Linked DNA regions of Mus musculus: region 2 is linked to region 1. Evidence: chromatin contacts called from public HiChIP or PLAC-seq data. All regions are on one chromosome and are shown on one strand. Each heading gives the region's core, a stretch centred on a gene start, on an enhancer-like site or on the middle of the called end of the contact. The rest is flanking DNA. Distances are from core to core; before and after follow the strand shown. Region 1 overlaps Cyfip1 (cytoplasmic FMR1 interacting protein 1). Region 2 holds the start of Nipa2 (non imprinted in Prader-Willi/Angelman syndrome 2 homolog (human)).

Region 1 (7,050 bases), core at 3,050-5,549:
AAATAGTCAACTGTAGACACTGCAATATGGGTTATAAGATATTAAAGGTATTTTCTCTAGTAAATGCCATGATTTGAAAATGTTCATAAAACCATCAAAATATATAATTACAACAGAATTCATTTAGATAACCCAAGTCCCATATGAGTATATACATAACATATGTAAGTACAGACACGGAAGAAGATCGCTAACTAAAAGAGGTACCCTTGCAATGCTGGCAAAGAATTTCTCTGGGCCAGAGAAATTTTTGTTTGTTTACTTGTTTGTTTTGTTTTTCAAGACAGGGTTTCTCTATGTAGCCCTAGGTGTCCTGGAACTCACTCTATAAGATCTGCTGGCCTCTGCCTGGGTATCCCTGGGATTAAAGGCATGTGCCACCACCACCCATCTTGAGATTAAATTTTTTAAAAGAATATCCATTGTTTTTATAATAAAGGCAAAGACTTCCTTAAAACTATAAGACATTTTCTTATCTTTCTCTCAACCTAATCTATCAGGAAATATAGTTTGTTTGCTGTTCAAATATAACACCTGCAAGACATTCAGAAACAAATAGATACATTACCATGCTAGAGTGGACAGTTGCTTGTTCGATGTATCTTGCAATGCCAGTGACAAATGCATTTCTGTCTTCAAAGTTGGTGTTGAAATTTGGCTGAAGGAAAATGGGAAAAAAACAAACAAACAAACGGTCACGTTGAGAGGTCAGAGCAGCCAGCTACGTCACATCTGCCCCAAGACCTACCTGATAGAGCAGCGAGGACGGTGGGGGCTCGATGCAGGGCTGCTGGTCAGGCAGAGGCAGCTCCTCCAGGAGGTCCACATTGGACAGTGCGTCCTCTAGTGTCACTTGGGCAGCCATCCTGCAACAGAACAAAGTACAGAGCCACCCGTGAGGAAAGATGTGGCCTGGAATACACAACAAGCTTTCAGCGGGTCACATGGGCTTCTCTTCCCTTTCTTTCAAGGGCACTGGAGACGACCAGAGCACAAGGGCCTGGGGACTATCCTTGGGAGCCTTTCCTTCCTCCAGGCTTATTGGGAAGGCTCTCTTGACCTTCATAGTCACCCTGGGGTGGTGGTTTGAATAGGAATGGGCCCCACAGACATGTGTTTGAATGCTTAGCCTATAAGGAGTGGCACGATTAGGGGGTGTGGTCTTGATGAAATAAGTGTGACTTGTGGGAGAAAGTGTGCCACAGTGCAGGCAGACTTTGAGGTCTCCTATGCACAAGCTACACCCGGGATAGCACACAATTGCTTCTGCTGCCTATGGATCAAGATGCAGAACTCTCAGCTCCCCCATCACCATGTGCACCTGCATGCTGCCATGTTTCCCTTCCTTTGAAATTGTAAGCCAGCACCAATCAAGTGTTTTCCTTTATAAGAGTTTTATAGTGTCTCCTCACAGCAAATAGAGTCCCTAACTAAGGATACCTGGTTACTATAGAATATTCTGGATACTACATTTGCTGTCACTTCCCACACCCTTTCTATACTGGCACTCCAGTCCTAGTTGCTAGTGCTTAGGGCCCCTCAGAGTACCCTCTATACTAAACCTTCAAATGGCTGCAAGAGGGCAGCATCTACTGCATGGTTATTCCAAATATATAAGGGACAGGCGTGAGAGCATTGCCCTTGGCCACCAGCAGTACAGCTAGAATCAGGCAGGCTGGAATCACAGACATGCTACTAGAGAAGTTATGTCCAAGGTGAACTAGGGAAGTGGCTGTTAGAGAGAAAGTCATAAACACCAAGGCTAGGACAGAAATGCAGAGAGGTGCAGGTATAACACAAGTCTTCTATGCCAGCTACAAAACGCAGAAGAAGCACAGACCCTCCCTCCCACTGAAAGTGTTCTGGCCCTAGCAGGATAGGTGGTGGGGTACAAAGATAGTCCACTCTCCTGGAGGGGAGGTATGAAGACCTGGGCTCTGTCCACAGGTGGAGCCACAGGACAGGTTGTGTTCTAAGATGGAAGTAGCACAAAGGATCCAAGTCTCCACAAAATGGCAGTGCGGACGTTAAAGACCCACAGGCCTCGGCATGCTGCCCTTGTGTCCTCTGAAGGAGCAGAGTTACAGTCTAAGACGGAAACTGAAAAGGGAGGTTCCAGAGACCCAGCAAGTCCTCAGTCAGTGTGGTGAGGAACAGAGAGTCCTCAGAACTGTTCATCAAATTACAGACTGAATGATTGGCTCACAGCCATCGCTAATGGGATCTGATGCCCTCTTCTGGGGTGTCTGAAAATAGCTACAGTGTACTCATGCACATAAAATAAATAAATAAATAAATAAACATTTTTTTAAAAAAATCCAGACTGACCTCAAACAGCACAAGTATTGATCTAAGACTGCATGTACTTATAAAGCCACAAGAAAGGTCTCATATAGCCACTGAAACACACAGCGGAAGACAGGTCTAAGTGGCATAGCAGAAGCAGTACTGAAATGGGAGCTACAGCCCAGAGAACACAGGCTGTTTGCTTAATAAACGTAAAAGCAGCAACACCCTCCAGTGGTTATGGTAAGACCAAAGTCTCATAGCATAACATCCACAATGTCCAGTTTCCACTTTATGTGTTACCCAGCACATAAAGACCTCCTAGGCAACTTCCTGGGGCTACTGAGGCCATGGATCTCAGAAGAAAATCTGCTACTTCCACTTTACCAGTCCAGAATAATTCCTAACTGCATTATAAATCTCATCATTATATCCAAAACAAATGCAGTATCATCCCTCACCAAAGAAGCTTCTTTTTAGAGCAAATGGAGGCCATTACAGGAAAGCACAACCGGACACAATGCAGAGATGAACAGCTCTTGGGGAATTACAGGAAAGCACAACCGGACACAATGCAGAGATGAACAGCTCTTGGAGAACCCACCCCTGATGGCTATATTTACATCACATATCCTACACATCTACAGTTCAGGTCACATGTTGGGGTCTAAGAGCCAAAACGCCAGGATATCTGCTGTGAAACAGTATTTTACAAATGGTTGCATAAACAAGACTCGAACAATGGCAGTATCAATAAACATGCTAAGGCAGAAAGGGGTTGTCTTAGGGTTTTATTGCTGTGAAGAGACCCCATGACCACAGCCTCTCTTACACGCAAACCATTTAATTGAGACTGGCTTACAGTTCCAGAGGTTTAGCCTACTATCACCATGGTGGGAAGCACTGCAGTGCACAGGCAGACATGGTGTTGGAGAAGGAGCTGAGAGTTCTACATCCAGATTGGCAGGCAGCAGGAAAACTATTGAACCATAAAGCCTGGCTTGAGCTCCTGAAACCTCAAAGTCCGTGACTAATAACGCACTTCCTCCAACAAGGCCACACCTACTAATAATACCACCCTCTATATACCCATTCAGGCCATTTTATTCACCATTTACCACAGAGGTAAAATCTCAAAGGGTCCCTGAGGGGGTTCCCTGCAAATGTTATAGCTGGCAGAGGTGACCCTCCAGTGGTTTAATTTTGACATATTTAAGCACAGTACAACTTTGAAAACAAGTTTCCTTCTGATAATTATTACAACAAAGCTTAAGGCATGACTACATTGAAACTCCCTTGTAAAGTATGTCATATGCATGTTCTACTGACTGAGAAACAATGCTCAGGACAGCTGTCTAGGTAGGAAAGCTTTGTAATAAGAATAGTAAACTCTTCTGCAGAGGCCATGTAAAGTAACCCTTTCTTAAGAGTTGGTTCTAATGAGGGAGAAATAATGCTCACGAGTCTGGAGGGATTCAAGTGAGGCCTAGCTCTATAGAATAGCGAAGTTCACCAGGCTATTAACAACATCCAGTCCCAGCCTTCTGGGTGGAAAGCAGGTATAAATCCCTGTAAGCCTTTGTGAGTGTAACATTCCTGGTTTCTCTAGTGCTATCTGTGAGGACGAGGACTCTGTGCTCTTTTAGAGGTCGCACCCATAGGAAAAGAAGGAGGATTAGCCTCTCCTCGGGGGTAAGCCTTCTAACTGGTTATCTAACCCTAAGCAATCAGCCCTGAAACCATATACACACAGACTCATCAGGCTATGTTTATATATTATGAATATATATGCCAGTATGTAACAGTGACAATCAAGAAAAAGAGGTTATGAATTTGAGAGGAATGGGGAACATGGAAAGAGCGAGAGAGCGAGAGGGGTTACCCGAGGCAGGCTGGCGGGAAGAAAGGAGGAAATTGATGTAATTGCGTTTTCATTAATATACATGATGTGATTATACAATCAACAGCAGGAAGTCACAGCTCCTACCTCTGACTTCAAAGCATCAACTGTGAAAAGTCCCAGTAACCAAATGGAGAAGTTCAGGGTGAACAACAAGCAGCCAAACCAAAGAAACGAGAACTCAGTGGAGATTTTTTTGTAATTTTATTTTTGTTTTGTTTTGGTTTGTTTTTTCGAGACAGAGTTTCTCTGTGTAGCCCTGGCTTTCCTGGAACTCACTTTGTAGACCAGGCTGGCCTCGAACTCAAAAATCCGCCTGCCTCTGCCTCTCAAGTGCTGGGATTAAAGGCATGTGCCACCACTACCTGGCTGTAATTTTATTTTTTATTTGAATGTAGGTGTATGAGTGTTTTGTTGGCATGTATGTCTGTGGACAGTGGAGATTCTTAGAACTGAAAGATAAAATGTAGAAAACTTGACAATTCTCCACATGAGCTTAAGCACACAGGCAGGCCAGAGGGAAAAGGATGGATGCATTGTATGAAATTCCTAAATAATTAATAAAAATGTTATGTTGTGGAAAAAAATGTTTAAAAGTTACTCCAACTGCTGGGCATGGCAGCACACATCTTTAATCCCAACACTCAGGAGGCAGAGGCAGGTGGATTCCTGGGGTCAAGGCCAGCCAGCACTATGTGGAGAGAGATAAAAGCCTTGTCCGGCCTCAGTGAGAGAGGATGTGCCTAGCCCTGTAGAGACTTGATGTCCCGGGGGTTGGAGGGAAAGTGGTAATGGGGCTTCCACCTTGTCAGAGGGGATGGGGGGGGGGGAGGAGCGGAGGAACACTGGGAACGGGGTATCCATCAAATAGACAGACAGACAGACAGACAATCCAACTAGACATTCAATTACCTGGACAGATTACCTGATTAGCTAATTCACCATGCTAACCAAGCACATGGGAAAAGCAACCATTTCTTTAATGAATTAAAGTACTTAGATAACCCAGAAGCCCCTCCTTCAGGGTCACTGCCTGCAGATCTCTGCTGAGGGTGCCCATCTTTTGAGCTGTAACTTTTCCCCTTCCTCCTGTCTCCCTCTTCTTTGAACACCAGCCGAAACCCTACGCATGTTTTCCTTAACGGCTGTTTAGAGACATGCATTGTTGCTCCTAACTCAAGGCATGGGTTTTCCCAGCTCCCTTCTCCCTGGGAACTGCCAAGATTTACAGCTTACCTGCCCTGTTGGGTTTTTGTTTTGTTTTGTTTTCAAAAACTCGAATAAAATGGTTCTCAAGCAACCTTCTAAGTCTGTTTTTCAATTATTTTACCCAGAGTACAAAGGCACAAAAGGGAACTCAATTCACCAGAGAAAAGCAACCCTACATGGTGGTAAGATCTCCACGTTCTCTAGCCCTAAGGATTAGGGAAAGTTAATAGGCATGTACTCTGTAATCTTTATAACACCCACTAGCAAAGAGCTACACAGTGCTGAAAAGTAACTACTGGGCTCAAGATTTAGCTCAGTGGTAGATTGTTCTTCTTGAATGCACAAAGTCTTAGGTTTAACTGGAAATTACTATTAAATAGACACAATGTGGGATAAATTCAAATAGAAAACTACAAAATGCTCAAATTCTAAAAGAAGGTGGAAAGAGGGCTGACAGTGTAGCTCCGTGATAGACTGCTTAGTGTGCTTAAAGCCTTGCACTCAATTCTGAGCACCAAACCAAACAAACCAATGACACAAAGCCAGAAAAGAGAAGAAAGAGAGAAAGGAAGAAAGGAAGAAAGGAAGAAAGGAAGAAAGGAAGAAAGGAAGAAAGGAAGAAAGAAAGAAAGAAAGAAAGAAAGAAAGAAAGAAAGAAAGAAAGAAAGAATAACACATATATCTAACGAAGAACCGTGCCAAATCCAAACATCAATAATTACATTAACTCTAAATGATCTAAAAGGATTAAAGATGGATAGATGGATCTGTTAGTGAAAGCAGAAGAGAAAGGAGCCAACAGGTAAGAACTAGTCAAATGGAAGCCAGTGGGTTTGGGCCTTCAGAGAAAGTAGGTTACTGTAGGGAAACCATGGCCTTACACCATAAAAGGAGCCATGCTCTGATGGCAGAATGGCCTTAGCTCTGTCTGCATCGAACCCAAAACCTTCAAATTCCACAGCAAAATGGACAGAATTGGGAAGAAAACTAGGAAAATAAACATCTCCAAACTGACAGCAGGTCAGCTAGTAGGAGCAGCTTGTTTCCCTGGTAACACACTAGTTTCAAGGAAGGGGGAAATATCAGAACTCCTCCTCCTTAGAATTTGAAATGGCATGTAAAAGGCACCACAGCTGTCCCTCTCAAAACTGAAAATGCCATTTGAAAAGGTGGAGGCCCACCAAGGAAAGCCATCTCCTCCCGGCAAATCGTGACAAGGAAAAGCTGTCTCCTCCCAGCAAAGTGTGGCTAGATTTTGCTTTCTTTTTTAAACAAAATGGTTTTTCCCCCTATCAATGGCATATGTACTTACTAAGCTAGAAGTATTCATCTTTAATGTTTACAGTCCCTCACTGCTAAGCCTGCCTGAAGCAGAACTCTACGAACACTGGCCAAAGTTCTAAGCCAGTCTGCTCTACAACTACTCAGAGCACTCCCATGCTCTCCAAATGAGCCATCCTCCCAGCCGACCACCCCCACCCACCGTGTATGCAATCTCAGGTCTCCAGCACTGCTGAGCTGGTCTGCGATCTTGAACGTTAGAATGCATAGGTTTCTCTCTTCCTCTCAACACAGTCTGCCTCCTTCTAGAAGCTGCTGAGACCTCCATTTTGCTTGACCTGTTTACTTTCCTCTAATTCTAATAAAATGTCTCT
Region 2 (7,050 bases), core at 1,490-3,989, 94 kb before region 1:
AATTGGGGCAGACATGGTGCTAGAGAAGGAGCTAAGAGTACATCTTGATTCAAAGGCACTGAGAAGGGTACTCTCTGTGCACTGGGTGGAGCTTGCATATCTGACCTCAAATACCACCACCACAGTGACACCTACTCCAACAAGGCCACACCTCCTAATAATAGGCCAAGCATATTCAAACCACCACAAGCATATCATGCAGTGTATGTGATGAAAGTCACATCAGGAACAAAACTGAAAACAGTCGTTATGCCAGTTTCCTTTGGGTCCTTGAAACCTGCTTTTCTTGCCCCTCCGTGCCCACACCATCACTTTTTGTCACTATGTGCTACTTCCTAGTCCCTAGATTTTCTTTTCCAAGATTTATTATTATTTATGTGCATTGATGTGTTTGCCTGCATGTTTGTCTGTGCAAGGGTGCCAGATCCTCTGGAACTAGAGTTACACTGGTGAGCTGCCATGTGGGTGCTGGGAATCGAACCCTGGTCTTATGGAAGAGCAGCCAGTGTTCTTACCAGCTGAGCCCTCTCTCCAGCTCCCATTTCCTTTTAATTCTCTTAGCCAGATATTTTATGTACAAGGAGAGGCTGGCTTTCACTTCTCAGAGACTCAGTCATTTTATAGCATCTATCAGTAGTTCACTTCGTTTTATTACTGGCTAGTTTCCCACTCACATTAGGCTATTTGCGATGTGTACAGGTGTGCTTGTTGTCATTGCAAATATAACCGCTGTAGCTATAGAATATTTATTTACAATTTCTCTCATGCTTATATGAATGTTTTCATTTCTTTTTGATAGATAACTTAAACAGTTGGGTCATATGGTTGTAGTATGTTTAGCTTTTTTTTTTTTTTTGAGACACCATCTGTCTATATAGCCCTATCTGTCCTGGAACTTCCTGTGTAGACCAGACTGGGTTGAACTCTGCCTTCTAAGTGCTGGAATTAAAGGTATCTGCTACCATGTTTAACTATATTCAACTTTTGTAGAAGCTGTCAGTCCATTTCCCAAGGTTGTGCTAGTTTAAATTCCATCAGGAACATATGAGAATTACAATATTATTTAACTTTTCTTTTGTTTTGTTTTCCTTTGGAAACAATGTCTCACGCTGTAACCAAGCTTCCCTGAAAATGTGTATGTAGCTCAGGCTAGTCTTCAATTTGTGGCAATCCTGCTGTTTCTGTCTCCTAAGGGCCTACAAAAATTAGATTTTAAAACTTTAAAGGTACCCATGATCACTGCTTGAACAGTCACACAATATTAGATATGGAACATTATGACTTAGAAAAATGATTTGCGCATTTAAGGAGCCCGCAGCATACTAAATAGGCACTCACACACACACACACACATACACACACACACACACCACACTCACTCCACTGTGTGATGTGAGTACTGGCTTGGAGGACCAGATAATGAGTGTGACAGTAGCTAAAGGATTGTAATGATGAAAGCAGATGGATGAGAAGGATCTGTACCTTGGATGTTTAGGACAATGGGGAGGAGGGAGTGAGAAGGAGGAAGGGAAGGGAGAGGGAGGTGCCACAAGATAATTCTCTACCACGGTTAAATTACAATGCTGATCCCACATACGGCACACACCTGTTCAAATGAACCAACCAGTGCCTTTATGATAATCAACAGGTCTTTGGAGATGTCTGTTGCCATCTTTATCAGTTAAGTTATTGCTGCCTATCAATTTAAACCAAAATGAGGTGGCAATCACTTATTCTTTCTTTTAGGCCGATGGGTCAGTGGGGCAGTTTTGCTGATGTGAACCAACCTGACCCTTGCCAGCAATTCTGAGTTAGCCAGGAAGGAAGTCAGTATGGTGGCTTTGTTCCTGGTCTACATTGTACTACATTTGTTCTCCATTATTCCCTCCTGCCCACCAGTCCGGGCTTCTTATCAAGTTTCATTGCATTTTTCTTTGCTCAATACCATTCCCCCAGCCAATGCAGATTCAGGGAGAGTGGAGATGCAGGTACTGTAAAATTTGTGGACACATGGAAAGGTGGAAAAATTGGAGTCATTCTGTATTTACCTGATCATCAAAGTCCCACTTGCATGTCATCTAGAAATTAGCCTACCCTAAAAATTGAGCAAAATAAGTCCTCAAGAGCCAGTTCTAAGACACTTGGGTATCTGGTTGTCAAGTTCACAGCAGAGTAGCTTTTAAATTAGCTACTTAGCCACTCCCTCAATGTTTTAGACCATCACGTCCAAAGCATTAGCATAGGAGATAGGAAAACTACAGTGCTGTTTTTAATGTTTCAATAAATGTATAATTCATTTTACAAGGATCTCCCTCCCAAACACACCCAAACAAATGTTCTTGGAGTAACATATCCTGTAAACAAGGATTTTCAGCAGCCTTCAATGGTCTTTTCAAAGCAAAAGCAGCCGAGAAAAAGCTATTACTTTGTTTCCTGTGCATCTCGTGGAAAAGATCTCTTGTCCAAATCACAAGGTCCTCCTCCACAAGCTTTACTGTCTCTTCCCTGGAAACCTGCCTCCTTGTCCCGCCCACTTCCGCCCTTTGCGGTCAAACCCACCTCCTCCATCCCAAAGGTCCCACGTGAAGACTCCCAGGAAATCGGATTTTAAATAACAGGGCTGGATTTTTGATGAGTAGGTGAGCAAAGATGACCTTAGAAGGTACGGCTCCTCCGGCTCGCTGTCAGGGCGGGGCGAAGAGCCTTGCGGAGGCGGGGCCTGAGCTGTGCCTGCCCAGCGCGCGCGGTTTACGTCACTAGTCTGCGCCCAGGTTTCCCGGCAGGTTCTCGGCGGCTCTTCTGGTGCTGGCCGCGGTGCGGCCGAAGGCTGTCCGAGGTAGGCTCCTCTCGGCTCTCCCATGGAGGAGGCGGCGCTCACTGCAGTCTCGGATGCACGAACTTCCCGCGGGACGTCGCCGGAGACGGTGGCTGTGTGCGCGCAGGAGCGAGCTGCCTGCGTGGGGGTCTGAGCGGGCACCGGGGTCGCGTCCCGGAGGGAGCCGAGTCGCCCGCCGGCCTGCGACGGCCCTAAGGTAGCTACTTCCTGTAAGCGAGCTCCAGGGCGGAGCTGCGGGCTGTGTCGGCCGCCTGAGGTCGGAGAAGGGCCCCGGGGCGACTTGCTTTTTCGCGTGTTCTGGGGTGGACGCAGCTTCCCTGGTGATCCGCAGTGAGTCGGATTGATTGCCATTCAATCCGGCAGAAGTCTGGCTGGTTGGCCCTGTCCGGTCGCGTACTCGTTAAGTTCTGCATATCAGTTTTATTTGCCTTCGTGAGTTTTCAGAAGATGGTTTCGGCTTGCTGTAACGTTTTGAGCTTGCTTGACTCAGTTCCCTGGCACTTAATAGGGTTTACACAAAATGCAGGGTTTGGGGTTCCTGCTTCTTTGATTTCTCTACGATAATGGCAAGGCATTTAGTTTAGGAGTGGTCTTGAGTGCAGTTTCTTTAGATTCTATATCATGTGCCCGTTTGATACCATATTAATTATTTTTAAAGTTAAAAGAGGAAGTCTGAGATTTGACGTTTTTCATTCCAGTAAGCTGTATGTAGAAGCTCTTACAGTACTTACTAAGTGAAAGAACAGGAAGGCCAGTAACTATATATCTAAGTATTTAGTAATTTTCTGTCCTTTCACCTACTTCCATATTTTCTTCTTTCCAGGGTGGAACTACTCTGCCGTGGTTAAATACTTTAAATGGGAATAAAGGATAGCGTTTCCAAGAAAATGAGAATGAATAAATCATCTCTGTTTTTTAAAAGAAAGACCATATTAAACTTACATGTAAGTTAAAATTTTAATTTCTAACAGTATTGCTAAGTTAGATCGGAGATTAGGTTCTGTAGTATTTTTTTGTTTGGTTGTTTGGTTGTTTTTTGTTTTGATTTTTATAGAGACAGGGTTTCTCTGTGTAGTCCTGGCTGTCCTGGAACTCACTCTGTAGACCAGGCTGGCCTCCTCTGCCTCCCTAGTGCTGGGATTAATGGCATGCGCCACCACTGCCCGGAGGTTCCTGCCCACCTCTTGTCTAGCTTGTCTTGTTGAGTCAGTAAACTTTAGGTTGATTGAGAGGCCCCATCAGGAAAAATAAGGTGGAGAATGACTGATAATGTTGTTTTCTTTAGTTTTTCACAGATACGGGAAATACCACTACTAGGTGTGCACACACAAGAAAAATGAGCTAAACCTGAAGCTGAGACTGCTATAAGCTTTAGATAGTAGTAAACATTATGTAGAAGTAGACTTAAGAGCTGAACTTTTACAGCCAGGTATGGTGATACAAGCTTGTAATTCCAGCACTCCGGAGGCTGGGACAGGATGATTTCAAGATCAAGGCCAGCCTGGACTCCATAAGGAGACCCTTCAGTTCTAACATTTTAAGATGATATGGCAGTCAGGATTAGTAGAGCCAATCTCTTTTCTGAGTGATCCTCTCATGAGTGCCTAACATTCTGAGATGTGTTTTCTGTGGCTGTCAAGGAGAAATAACACTATCCTCTGATATTGTTTGAAGTGGTAGCCCTTTGATGTAAGGAAAGCAGTTCTACTGACTTTGAAGCTCTGTGAAGATATAAAATGAGTCACATATGATTAAATAGTACCCAATTTTTTTCTATAGAAAATATAAAAAGCTTTACCTAAATCTGACTTATTTGAGGGCATTTGTTGTGGTAGACACAAGAACTCTGTAGAGCGACATGACATGTGATGGTGGGTTGAAGAGAGACTTGCATCAAAGGATGCAAAGTAACAGGTATATAGAGTAAGTTGTGAGATTTAATGTATAACATGAAGGTTATAGTTAGTAAAAATTGTATTAGAGACTTTAAAACTCCCTACTTGACAAACTAAAGTTCTACATACTTCTTTATTGTAGAACTAAGCACATATCTCAGATTAAAACATTCCCAGCTATAACATTTTGTATATAGCTAGTTGTATTGATTTTGTATAGATAAATTTGAAATTAACACTTGTATAAAGTTCTGTGAGGACTTTAAGTAAGAATAAATGGATTGCAGGTGTGTTCATATTTTTTGGCTTTGTGTCTTGCTTATAGGGCTCCTGTGTGGTCTAACATGTAATGTTGGAATGTTACTCTACTGTGGTATCTCACATAACTTTGCTCACTTAGACTCAACCATAGTAATCTTTCCTTTCCCAGAAAACAGCATACCTGCTCTTAAGTAGAGCCTGCGTTTATAGTGCCACTTTGTTCTTTTTCCATCCCTTTCAAGTCTGCGCAGTGTTACCTCATCAAGGCCTCCTCCCTTAGCGCCTTAGTGTGCATTATTTTTCACCATGGCATTTACCACATTGCAGTGCCCTTTTATTTCTTGTTTTACCTTGCTTCTGTCTGGGAGGTAACTTTCATGAAGACCAGAGTTTTGGTCTGTGTTTTTCTTCATGGCTCTATCCCCTTGTTCATACATTATGTACTCAGAACACCTTTGTTAGTTTAAGTAAATGTGATTTATAGGCAAGCCCAGTTTTTCACTGAGAGCCACAGCGAAGGAGGTTATGATCTATATAAGTAACCTTAATACAGGTTAGGAAATTCAGAATGGAATAGGCTAAAGTCTAGGGAATTCAGGAAACATGGTAGTTACTTTGGCTCCTGGAATTCAACTAGGAATTGCTTACAGGAGTGCTTTTTGGTTGGGCCCTTTGCAATGAAGCCGGTAAATAGACAATTAGGAGTAGATTAAAGTGGTAGCCATGGAAAGAACACAAGGTGTGTGAAATACAGTATTAGGAACTAAGATTTAAAAGTTAGGTGTGAGCTGGGCGTAGTGGTGCACGCCTTTAATCCCAGCACTTGGGAGGCAGAGGCAGGCGGATTTCTGAGTTTGAGGCCAGCCTGGTCTACAAAGTGAGTGCCAGGACAGCCAGGGCTACACAGAGAAACCCTGTCTCGAAAAACAAACAAACAAACAAACAAAAAAAAAGTTAGGTGTGGAACAAAGGAAAGGTCTTAGTTATTGGTAACTACATTGGGACCCCCAATGTTAGCTGCAAGTTACCTGCTGTGACTAGGCGGCATCCTTTGAGAAAAGGGTAGAATAAAGGATGGCACCTCACCTCTTGAGTCTGGTTCTGCTTCCTGCTTGTTATTACAAGTTATTTAATGTCTCTACCCGCCCGTTTTTCTCATTCCTAGCTTCTTCCACTTAAAGAGTTAAATGTCCTGCTTTGTTAGTCACTACCTTGATACAGGGTCTCTCACTGAGCCGGTAGCTGTGCTGGTAACAAGTCTGAGAAGTCCATTTCTCTGCTTTCTCTCTCCTGTTCCCAGTGCTGCCATTATAGGTACTGATGAGGCCATACCCAGCTTTTTTTTTTAAAGATTTATTATTATATCTAAGTACACTGTAGCTGTCTTCAGATGCACCAGAAGAGGACGTCAGATCTCATTACGGATGGTTGTGAGCCACCATGTGGTTGCTGGGATTTGAACTCAGGACCTTCGGAAGAGCAGTCGGTGCTCTTAACCACTGAGCCATCTCTCCAGCCCCATACCCAGCTTTTTAAAACTTTGGTGCAGGGTTTTGAACTTGGGTCCTCATATTTGCTGAGCTATCTTTCATGCCTTCTGTTTTCTCTTTCAGCTGTCTTTTAAGCTTGACCCTGTCTTATAAAAAATATCCATGTGGCATGTGCTCAGCTTTGTTTGACCTTCAGTTACAGAGAGTAGGAACAGGATCAGAGACTATCAAAGCAACTCATTTCTTTCAGGACATTCACACATATGTCCTATTAGTAAACTGTAAGTCCAAATGAGGTAATTATTTTTCCGAGTTTAGTGGCTCGTGGCTACCTTAGAATTTGAAGATTAAGTCTGCACTCCTCCCCAACTGGTATAATTCCAGAAGTAAACAGACTGAAAAAGCAACCTTAATTCTAGAAAGCTGTTCATATAAAATTTGCTACCACAAATGAGTGCTTTTGTGGAAAACCAACACAGATAGCCAAAGTAATTGTCTTTAAGGAACTTAGTGAGTTTGAAGATGAGTTTTTCTTCAGGGAGCTGAAGACTTGGCTCAGTGTTAAGAG

Evidence for each region. HiChIP or PLAC-seq counts read pairs in DNA pulled down with a chosen protein or histone mark.
Region 2: an H3K4me3 HiChIP or PLAC-seq map of bone marrow-derived macrophages shows a contact between it and region 1, with 2.4 times the contacts expected there. The contact joins the promoter of Nipa2 here to the enhancer-like site in region 1. A contact is called at or near these places in 3 of 39 promoter capture datasets (the C10 cell line, cranial neural crest and liver), 3 of 484 Hi-C or Micro-C datasets (centroblasts, conventional type 1 dendritic cells and peritoneal macrophages), 3 of 115 datasets of contacts at active chromatin or transcription factors (bone marrow-derived macrophages and embryonic stem cells) and 3 of 9 other capture datasets (adipose tissue, liver and pancreatic islet).

What each region holds. Positions count from the first base shown.
Region 1 is chr7:55,865,675-55,872,724 of GRCm38.p6, reverse strand. Cyfip1 (cytoplasmic FMR1 interacting protein 1) reads right to left here. Exons shown (of 31, transcript NM_011370.3): 2 at 749-866; 3 at 569-658. The coding sequence starts at 865. Among named protein-coding and RNA genes, the nearest start is that of Cyfip1, 27 kb to the right of the region's middle. Within about 2 kb of position 4,299, at least 42 of the 459 cell types and tissues checked have an H3K27ac peak or open chromatin away from gene starts, as enhancers often do. A contact at or near this core is called in bone marrow-derived macrophages, where this site is marked.
Region 2 is chr7:55,958,182-55,965,231 of GRCm38.p6, reverse strand. Nipa2 (non imprinted in Prader-Willi/Angelman syndrome 2 homolog (human)) reads left to right here and starts at 2,739. Exons shown (of 7, transcript NM_001256130.1): 1 at 2,739-3,032; 2 at 3,660-3,780. A230056P14Rik (RIKEN cDNA A230056P14 gene) reads right to left here and starts at 2,701. Exons shown (of 6, transcript NR_015495.2): 1 at 2,560-2,701.